Regions from separate parts of the Capsicum annuum genome. Here region 2 is linked to region 1. A link is a contact called in public Hi-C data. All regions are on one chromosome and are shown on one strand. Each heading gives the region's core, a stretch centred on a gene start, on an enhancer-like site or on the middle of the called end of the contact. The rest is flanking DNA. Distances are from core to core; before and after follow the strand shown.

Region 1 (5,508 bases), core at 1,149-3,648:
GTTTTTTTATTAAATGCAACTTATACTTACTTGTAAGGTGCAAACAGAATCGGTTGCAGAGAAGATTGCTCCAATAGCTAGAAACAAACAGTGATATATGAGAGACAAGCGGAGAAGTTACCAATGACAGTTTTGAAAATATAAATAACATAGAGGAAACAGCAGAAGTACCAAGGTAATCTCCAATTTCAAGGTTTCCAATATTCATTTTCTTGAAAATGCCAATAGCACCTGATCATGAAAATAGACGTTATTACTAATGGGTGAATCATTAGTGCAATAAGTTCTATGATACAAGAGGAAACAAAAGGAAAGGATGGAAAGACCAGAAATACACACATAAAGATATGATAATGAATGATATCAAGGTGCCAACTGCCCCAAAAAGCATGATAGTGCTGAAATTGCGGAAGAATGATTTCTTTTTCACCTGGAACCTGAGGAACAGAATAAGATGAAAAAAACTAACTCATCACAATCCTTTTGACCAATTTAACACTCAAGTCAAATCAAACAAATATCACATGCTAATGAGTAGCCTGTCTTAATAAAAGTCAATGAGTTCATGAGACCACAGGAACTTCAACATTGTAAAAGAAAGAAGCATTAGAGCGTGTTTGGTATTACTGGAGAATATACTTTGAGAAAAAGATTTTTGCTGTTTGGTTGATAGTGGGAAATTTTTTCCATAAAAACTATATATTATAATTAGTAATATCAAATTGCGGAGTGTTTTGATGAAACTTTTGAGTAAGGGGTAATCGACTAAGACTAATAGTTAAGCCAAAAGATGGTTGTACAAACCAGACTTAACGGCAGATCTGTTTTCGTACAAACATCAATTAACAAACTTTAAGTGCTATTTTGAACAAGTAATATTTTCTTTACTGAATTGAGAAACAAGACCAACTGCAGCCTTCAAAACTCGAGATTACTGGGCTCACCCCTCTACCCTTATCCATTTACATAACATGCTTAGTCTGCATTGCGACAAGCTTAAAGAACAAGATTGACTAACGAATATCTTCACTTCTGAAAATCATAATAGTACGGGAAAAGAAAATAATTGAAGGAGGGAAAATGAAAGCTGATAAAATTCATTTAAGGTAAGCTTTCAAGATAATGCATCAGTTAACCCCAAGCAACCATTGGGCAGTTATTGTTGTTTACTGCAAACTATAATGCTACAGAAACATTATGGACTACATGGCATAAGCAACATTTTAAATGCAATACCTACCCAGCATTGAAAATGATCGGCGGAAGCAGGTATATGAAGAAAAGATCTTCGCTAAACACTAAAATATGTGAGTTCTTTCCTCCACTTATTAGTAGAATGACAACTCCAGTGCAAAGACCCTGTCATCAAAAGGCGAGGAACCACAAATACAAATACAAATATCAGTTCATTATCTATAACCAAAAAACACAAAATACCGATAGCAACAACAAAATGAACTCACGATCACAAGGGCAGTTATGGACTCATTCATCCATCTATTTTCCTCCAATAGATGACCGATCACGATACAAGCGCAGATAAGTGCGACAAATAAGTTTATTGACACCACAGATTGATGATCAGAAGTTGATAATCTGTTCAAACTTGCCAGCAACATCCCAGAGTCGAACACCATTTTTTCAGTAAATCCTCAATTCACAAAAGCCTTAAGAAAAATCACAATAAAAGTTTCCTCTTTTTCAACAACTGAATTTCCAACTCCCAATCCAACCTTAAATCCAATCCAAACGATTCCTGCAACAAACCAATTAAACAATTCTCAAATCCTAAAATTAATAAATTCTCAAAAATCCACATATATAGAAGCGTATAAATGCAGCTATAGACAATCACGTGGCGTCGTGTGGATTTAAAATTAAAAAAAAAAAGAAATAGAAAAGAGAGAAAATGACAAGGCAGGATCAAAACTAGCCACATGAATCAAACTCATCGATATTCTTTCTTTATTTCATCAAATTACCATTTGTAATCGCATCAAAGCATAGCTCATATCATAAATTTACGAAAAAAACATAAAATGAATGACGATAAATACAAAAACTTTACGATGAAAATTGGAGTGAAAACGGGAGATTAAAACCACTGGAAATTCAATCGGATCTCAGATGTTTAGCAAAAATTCAAACTGCTGCAGATTCAGCAGCAGCGTCTTTTGCTAAATTGAGCACAAAAATCAGTCCACGAAATTGTAGCGCTGGAATAAAACATGAAAGCAAAATGGAAGGAAAGTGGGGACAAAGTCAAATTGAGAAACAATTGCGACAAGTGACAGAGGAAAGTTGTAGTTTTAATTTTATTCTATTCTAAATCAAATGATTAAGAGAGAGATATAGTAAGGAGAGAAGATCGAGCCGAGCGAGCGATAAAGGACAGATGGAATTTAAGGGTAATTTATAGTTTGGCTGGAATTAAGACAGAGACTGCTCTTTCTCTACTCATCATCACCGTTCATTTCAGCATATGCTGATGTGTCTATTTTTTCACTTTAATCTGAGCTTCATTTTTAAGTAAACAAAAAAAGAACAATTTCCTAATCAAGAGATTATTTTAAGGACTAATTAGTAGTAGTCTTTCAAAAGCAAGATTTAAGTACTGGTGTTTTAAAAAGTAGGAGTGAGCCGTTTTGCACAAATGAGTTAAGCTCAAAACAGCAGATGTAAATTTTATATATCGTTAATTCTATAATTTTATTATTAAAAGTCTCATGTATCTATAATATTACTTATAATTTGCATTACTAAAAATAAATAAAAATAAAAATTTATGTTACTACTTAATTTAAATGTGGTAAAAATATAAAAGGGTTACTAGAATAAAAGGAAACGGCTATTATTTAAATGGGGAAGAAGAAGAGGGAGAATGGGACCAACCACGGCGATGATTGTGGTCCTTCCGAATCTTAGGGTGTAGGTATTAATGCAACTTCTCACTTTTAGCCACGGCTGATGCCGTTTTTCTTTTTGTTTTATTTACTACAGGGGAAAAAGATTTAACACACCTTAAAGGATTTTGACCGATTATTTTTTGCTGTCGCTTTTACTTATTATATTTTAATTTATATATTTATTAAAAGATAATTAATAATAATTATTTTATTATAATATTTCTATTAGATAATATTTACATTATATCTTAAAAATTAATTTGAAGAAAGAATAATTAATATTAAGAATAAAATATTAAAAAAAAAATTATATGTCAAAAATAATAATGAAAAATAAAAGTTCAATTAAGAAATTAATAAAAAGTATAAGCGAATGGAGAGAACAATAATTTACTTCTAAACACTTTATTTACATTGTGACGTGACATATTTCAAAGTTTTAGATGCAATATATTTTTCTTTAATTTTAAAATTTTCATATATCTTTTGAATATTTCAAACTATCAAATATCATGGTTTATAGTATTTATATATATATATAGTTTTTCAATATATAATTTTATTTTAAAAGTTTAAAGATTTCATGCTCAAATACACAATCAAACTTAAACTGCTTAATTTTCAAAATTAGAATTGTATCATATAAATAGGATAAAAAGAGTACATTTTTATAAATTTATAATGCTTCTGTTGGAGAAGAATAATTTTGTTAGGACGAAAGTTAGTATCTTGAAATATGAAATCTATTTTTTGGGGACTAAATCAATATTTTACACCATCATTAATTAAGTGAATTTAAGGATTTTCTTCATTATTTTATTATATCAGTCTTAATTATTATTATATATCATTTACATATTAAAAAATTAATAATATTTAATAAAAAATATAAAATAGATATTTATGACATGTCTGTTTCAATTGCTTCAACCGTAATTTTACTATTTTATCTCTAATTAATTATTATAAGTTATTTAAATATTATAAAAATTAGTAATATTTAATAAAAAGGATAAAATAAACAAAAAAAGGATAAATTAACTATTGATATTTTAAATTAACTTGACATATATGAGTCTCACTAAAAAAAAATTCACAACTATTTTTTATAGTAATTTTGCTATATCACTTCTAATAAGTTATCCCCTGATTAATTATTATATGTCATTTAAATATTAAAAAATTAAAAAACTTTAATAAAAAAATAAAATAGACATTTATGACATGTATGTTTCAGTTGTTTCAACCATAATTTTACTATTTTGTCTCTAATTAATTATCGTGAATCGTCTAAGAATCAAAAAAAAAAAAATTGATAAAAAGGGTAAAATAAACCAAAAAAAATAATAACTATTGATGTTTTAAACTAACTTGACATCTTATATGCAGCCTGCTTAAATTTTTTTTCACAACTATTTTTTTGTAGTAATTTTATTGTATCACTTCTAATAAGTTATTATAAGTCATTTAAGACATGTTTTCTTTGCGACTTCAATCGTGATATTTGATTGACTCTCAAAATTATATCAGTGTCACTTAAATTAAAATAGAATAAAAAGTATTATAAATCACAATAATTAAAAAATTAAATTATTTTAAAAATATAATGAACTATTAATGCCACAAAAGTTTAGACAAGGAGAGCATTATAAATTATTATGGCTAACAGTTTAAAATAGTAAATTATAATATAAGAAATTTATTATAAATTACAATATGTAATAACTTAAAATATCTAAAAAAAAATATTTAAAATATAATTAATTAACTAAATTTTATTTTTGTAACATAAATTGAAACTAAAAAAATATATATTGCACGAACCTTCAATATCTAATATATATATAACACATTTCTATTTGATTCTTTGCACGTTAGTCATATATTAGTGTGTAGGGGTTGAAGTTTATAGCTTTGTTGAAGACTCATTTATTTATCCACTAGGGTACTTGGTTGCACTTCGCGCAACTAAATAAAGAAATTTTTTTACACATAAAATAAATTAAAAAAATAGTATTCCATATTTAGATTTCACTAAAGAAAAATAAAAAATTTAAAATAAATGAATAAAATATAAATAATCTCCACATTTAATTTAAAGCTTGTCATCCCTTTTTTTTTAATTTATAGTTCTTATGATATTTTTTTAATACATTAGTATTGAATATGATGTTCATGAAATACGAATACATGGACTTGAGAAGAAAAATTAAAATAGATTAGTATCTTGTTAATCGTGAATAGATTAGAATCTTGTTAATCGGGAATCTTTCTCTAAGCGCTTCAACTTGAAACAAAAAAGAAATGAAATCACAAAAACTCAGTGAATAAGAAATATTTATAAGATTGGATACCCCCAATAACTACAACTATTATATAATACGTAATAAAATATCAATATTTTTTAGATAATGATTTCAAGTCAAAAAGCAAATTCACATGTCAAGGTACCAAAAAAAAAAAATAGATCGGTAGAAATAAAAATTACTTAGGAGCTTTTTTTAGATCGTAGTAGAATTTGTTCATCAATTTTATTTCGAATCATATAGAATATATCGCGTCTAATAGAAATAGAACTAGTATAAAAATATCTGAATTTTGG
Region 2 (5,508 bases), core at 1,358-3,857, 500 kb after region 1:
TCAGCATGTATTTATCATAGCACTGGAATTCACCAGCTCCCTGATGATTGTTCATTTTGGATGGATTGTGACGAGAAGGATAACAAAGCTCGCCTTCTGGTCCTAGACCAATGGAAATGCCCTGAAAGATGACATGATGTACTAATGTGTTTAACTTCTATGCATTGAAAGATAACTACCCTTTTTTTGTGCAGAAAATAAAACATGTAACTTACTACAGCATGTTAAAATATTCTAATAGTGTAAGAAATCTTTACGTTCAGTGTATACAAGTCAAATCCAATGCAACCATAATGCTCAAAAGCTTGAAAGTTAAACTGAACAAATTCATACCGTGATTGTGGTACCCATGAATGGGGAAAACGTAGCTTTGAAGCTCTCACAGAACTCTCTGTATACTTCAACTGGAGTCTTTCCATCAAGGACGGGAACATCAGTAACAGCAAAGGAGAGACAATCTTTATAGCTTTGTCCTGATCCGTTTTTAAAAAAGATACTAGGATCAGTTTCACCAATCCGAGAAACCCATTCTGGGAGTGGAATTTTCGCTTCCTCTGATGCATGGAAGCAAAGTGACACATGAAGCTTAAGTCCCAACTTCTGGATCATTTCAGCAAGTGCAAGGTAGCCTGTCCAGTTATACTTTCCCATGGTTTCCTTCTCAACAACTCCCCACCAGATTGGGAGTTCTATGCCATCTACACCTAGTAACTTCAGCGCTTTTAATCCAGCTGCAATTGCTCTAGCATGGTTTACTGTATTAGTATTTGAAACAGCATCAAGTGGCAACCCAACAAATAGTTTCACACCGTCAGTCTGCAAGAGTGTTTCCCATAGAGCAAGACATGTCAGTATAGCAATAGAACAATGTTTTAATAAGGAAAAAGTGTAAAAGAAAACGATAAGGTCCATGGGGCTTAAAGCAAAAAGTGAGAAATGAAGCGCACACTCCCATTAAGTGCATCATGAAATTTTCGAAAGTAAGAGAATATCAAACATATATGAATTTAGTACTATGATAATCAAATCACAATTAACATAACCAATTTTAGCATCCAATAAACAATAGCGTTGGTATTAATCCAATTTCTCATTGATGTTCCTAATTATTGAACTATTCAGGACATTTGAACTTAAGTCACTCGCAGACAGTAAAACGCAAACAGTGCACTCGCCATGCTTTGCACAAGGCAACTCCACTCCACACAAATGCTAAAAATTTACCTACATTACAATGCTGTATTCATAAATTCATAAACCGAGGACTAGGAGAATTTCTAACCAAAAAAACTTATTAATTGACTGCCGGAACAATGTAAGCTGTAGTTGCTTGATTAGAATGGTAAAAACACCACAAGACAATCGCATATCAATTTTATACCAAAAGTTTGTAGTGTTAAGGACTTCAACCAAAAACATCATTTTACTTTCCACTTAAGAGCCTGTTTGGATGAGCTGGATTTAAGTAGTTTTTAAACTCAAAGTGGTGGAGCTTATTTTATATTGAACAAAAATAATTATTTGTAGTTAAAAAAAATTAACAGACTAATCAAAGAAAAACAGTTGTCAAGCCAAAATAAAGAATTGGGCAATCCCAATTATTTGGCTTAAAAGCTAATCTGGATTTTACCCCACACTCCAAAAAGCTTAAAAGAAGCATTTAAGCCCATTCAAACAGGCTCTTACAAGTTTTTTTTCTTCCTTTTTTCACTATGTTCAAAGGCATGGAAACAACCTCTTATCATATATGCAAGGGGAAGCCCTTTATTGTTTTCACAATTCATAGATACAAAGCCCCAAATACTAAAGAAAAAACAACACGACAATTAGCATATTCTATAACACCCTCAAATTTCCAAATTTTTGCCATACAAAATGAAGAAAATAATTATAACCAATACAAGAACAAGAAGATCTATCTTACCTGCTTAGGATTTCTGTTATTCTTTGATAGGACTGGTTCAGCTTGTGAACAACCAGATGCCTTCAGACTAAACCTACTCAAACATTTTCCACCCAATTTTACACTTTGGCCAACACATATTTTTGAATTTTTCAAAGAAGAAGAGATGTTCACAACCAGATTCTTGGTAAAACTACAATTCACAGCTTCTCTGCATCCCAAATCATTCCTACCAAAATTCACCTGAGAACTTCCCATCACTGAAACCTCCATAACTTTTTCCAGAAGATTCAAGAATCTGAAATTTATAATATGACTAGAAAAATTGATCTTTTGTCACAGAAAAAGGGCTTGAAATACTAAATACTTAACAATCAGTAAAGGGGGTTTCAAGTAATTGGGTAAATGAAGGATTTAGAGCTACAAAATTTGAAGAAAATTGAAGGAATTGTAGATGTGGAATGAAGATTGAAATGGATTTGGGACCAATTTATATAAACAAAGGAAAGAGGAAAGGAAAGATGAATGTGCCACGTGTCGACTCTACAGCTAAAGAAAATTCAACCGCATAATTTTAAGCTTTCTTTATTTTTTTCTCCGAATATTCTCAACTGTTACATATTAGCAACTTGCATAATAACAACCACACCAACATACTCAAACGTAATTTGAAGTAGACCTTGTCAACTTGCATAACGTTATTTTGAATATACTGTTTTGGAAATAAACTTTTTAAAAGAAAGAATGTCGATTGTTATAGATTTTTCCTTTTTTGTTTTTTTTTTTAAATTGATAGTAAGGGAAAAAAAAGATTTTCGAATGATCATTAACAAATAAAAATTTAAATAACTAATTAATTAAACTATTAAGATTTTTTCGATCTCTTCGATCAATCGCTTAATAAACTTAATTTGTTAGATTAGTGATAAGTTTTTCAATTGATGTGTTTCTTACTCTCTTTCACACCATACATGTATAGACCTAAATAACAAATACTATTAAATAAAGAACAAACACAATAATATATTTGAAATTCAATCCCATGTTCAGAACATGCAAGAGGCTATTTTTTCCCTCTGAAATAATGACAACATCTTATTTACTGAAATTATGAAATTTTTAGAAAGTATTACCTTTTTTCAGATGTTGATGTAGAATAATTTTTTGTTAAGCTTTTTTTTTCTTATAAAAATATTTAAATAAATTATGCATTTTTATATTTAATAAAATATATTTTCTTCCAAAAGTTATATGATCCTCAAAAAAATCGATTATAATAGATTCTTTCCCCTTTTATTTTACTTATATAATGAAGTACATATTATTAAATTCTTGTTCGCTACGGAGTAATGTTAAGAATAGTAATTACTGTTAGCTTGGGGGTAATGTGAAATAAAACGTGTGAGAACCACCTAAATAGAAAATCAGATGAAAACACAAAAGAAAGATGGATATTTTGTGTGGATAAGAAAAGATGAAAGGTGCACTGCTGCTGATGTCAACTAAATTGACCACCATTTATTTCATTTTTCTCACTTTTTGTACGATTTGCTTCATTTACTATAGTACTGTTTAAATCTCAATAATTCAGAAAGCATAAACAATATGTTGGGACACGTGTCATGATCCAGTGACTCTGCTGACTCACTTCCATGCCAGCTTCCTTATATTATTCAAACAAAGCACTCAGTAGATTCCTGACTGATTGGTTCTGATTGCTGATCATTAACAGTACATCCTCAAGAAATTGTGGATAAGGTTTATGCTTATGTGGAAAAAAGAAAAGATGAATGCTGATCTGGTTTATAACATAATTTTGATTTAGATTAGAGTTCGACTCAACTGTTGCAAATTCATCTTTTATTTTTGTATTATGTATAAATAAATGGGGTATAGTAATAGAGAAATTTATTTGCATCACATCTGAATTTTAAACACGATTTAAAATAACTTATGAAGATTTTTGCTTGTACTAATCTTATATTATGAGGATTTGATAATTTACAACAAATAGGATTAATTGAACCACTTTCAAAAATCAAGCTATATAACTTTGTCCTTCGTGGATGCGGGAGTGCAATCATATGAAAATACTTCTTCGACTTTTATCTTGTTTTCCCAATTATTTATCATGAGTAAATTTCTGGAATAAGATATTTTTTGGATAGGGGGGAAAAGAAAAAGTGCAATAGATCTGTTCCTAATTGATTTTAGAGTCTTAAGAATATGGCTGGCCTGTTTTTGGTAGTTGAAAGTCTCACTCAGAATAGAACAAGCCTATTATCTATTATGTCCACTAATTTTTTGAAAAATTCGTGACCAATAGGAAATTACTAGTGACTCGTTTATCTTGTATTATTGCTCATACAATTCTTATAGTATTTAAAATTTGTAATAATTCAAACCCATATAACCAAATGAAATACTTTCGATCCAATTTTTACAGTTCAAATTATTTTTTCGTTAACTATAGAAATGAAATATAAATGTCTTTGATTTTATGATGTCACGTAAAATTCAATTAATTAGTACTGTATCTTTTATTTTTTGGGTGATGTCACATAAAATTCAATTAATTAGTACTATATCTTCTTCTTTTTTTTTTTGGCCAAGTCTAACTCCTAATATTATGTAATGATCCTCAAGGTTGTTTTGTGATTTTCACTTCTATGTTCTTGTTTGATCATCCTCATAACATCGGTTAGCCGATTATGATTTTTGAGGATGGGTGACACGACTTCTGAGGTGATCGAATGCGTTTCGGGTGAGTTTAGAGTTTTGTAAGCTTGATCAAAGTTAACATTTGGGGTTGGCGAGGTCGTATTCGAGTTTTGATGACTCCATTAGGCCTAGAGGGTGATATATAACCTTGTTCGAGGATTGACACGGTTCTCGAGGCATTCAGGAGTGCTTTGGATCATTGATTCCTAGCTTTTTCTAATTAAAGCTTAGAGTTGATAAATGAGGATAAGACTCAGGTAAGAACTATGGAAGGTGACTTGGAGCACTTTCCCGTATTGATTGAGTTGCATCAGGGATCAACTTTTAGTCCATTTTTGTTTGTCTTAGTGATGAATGTACTAATGCAGCAAATTCAAGAAGAGGTGTCTTGGTGTATGTTATTTGTGGATGATGTAATTTTAATTGACAAGACTCGTAGAGAAGTTAATGCTAAGTTGGAGATTCAAAGACAGACCTCTAAGTCCATAGGGTTTAGGTTGAGTAGGACTAAGATATAATATTTGGAGTGCAAGTTTGGTGAGAAAACGCAGAAGGATGATGTGGTAGTAAAGCTCGACACTCAGGTTTGTTCAAAAGAGGGATAGTTTTAAGTATCTTGGACCTGTGATTCAGGAGAATGGGGAGATTGACGAGGATGGCACCCACCGTGTTGGTGTTGGACAGAGGAAATGAAGGCTCACTTTTGGAGTTTTGTGTGATAATAAGGTTCCTCTTAAATATAAAGGTAAGTTCTACAAAGTGGTGGTTAGACTAGCTATATTGTATAGGACGGGGTGTTGGCTAGCCAAAAACTCTTACACCCAAAAGATAAAGATGGTAGATATAATGATGTTATGATGAATGTGCGAGTTTAGTAGGAGGGT

What was found. A called contact is a pair of places that touch in the nucleus more often than the background predicts.
Region 2: a Hi-C map of leaf shows a contact between it and region 1, with 2.4 times the contacts expected there. The contact joins the promoter of LOC107842408 here to the promoter of LOC107842448 in region 1. A contact is called at or near these places in 2 of 5 Hi-C or Micro-C datasets (leaf and placenta).

Annotation. Positions count from the first base shown.
Region 1 is chr1:182,685,210-182,690,717 of UCD10Xv1.1, forward strand. It overlaps LOC107842448 (sodium/hydrogen exchanger 2), which reads right to left and starts at 2,399. Exons shown (of 15, transcript XM_016686299.2): 1 at 2,069-2,399; 2 at 1,464-1,756; 3 at 1,241-1,359; 4 at 340-437; 5 at 172-231; 6 at 31-77. The coding sequence starts at 1,637.
Region 2 is chr1:183,182,442-183,187,949 of UCD10Xv1.1, forward strand. LOC107842408 (inactive beta-amylase 9) reads right to left here and starts at 2,608. Exons shown (of 3, transcript XM_016686244.2): 1 at 1,925-2,608; 2 at 334-816; 3 at 1-121. The coding sequence starts at 2,176.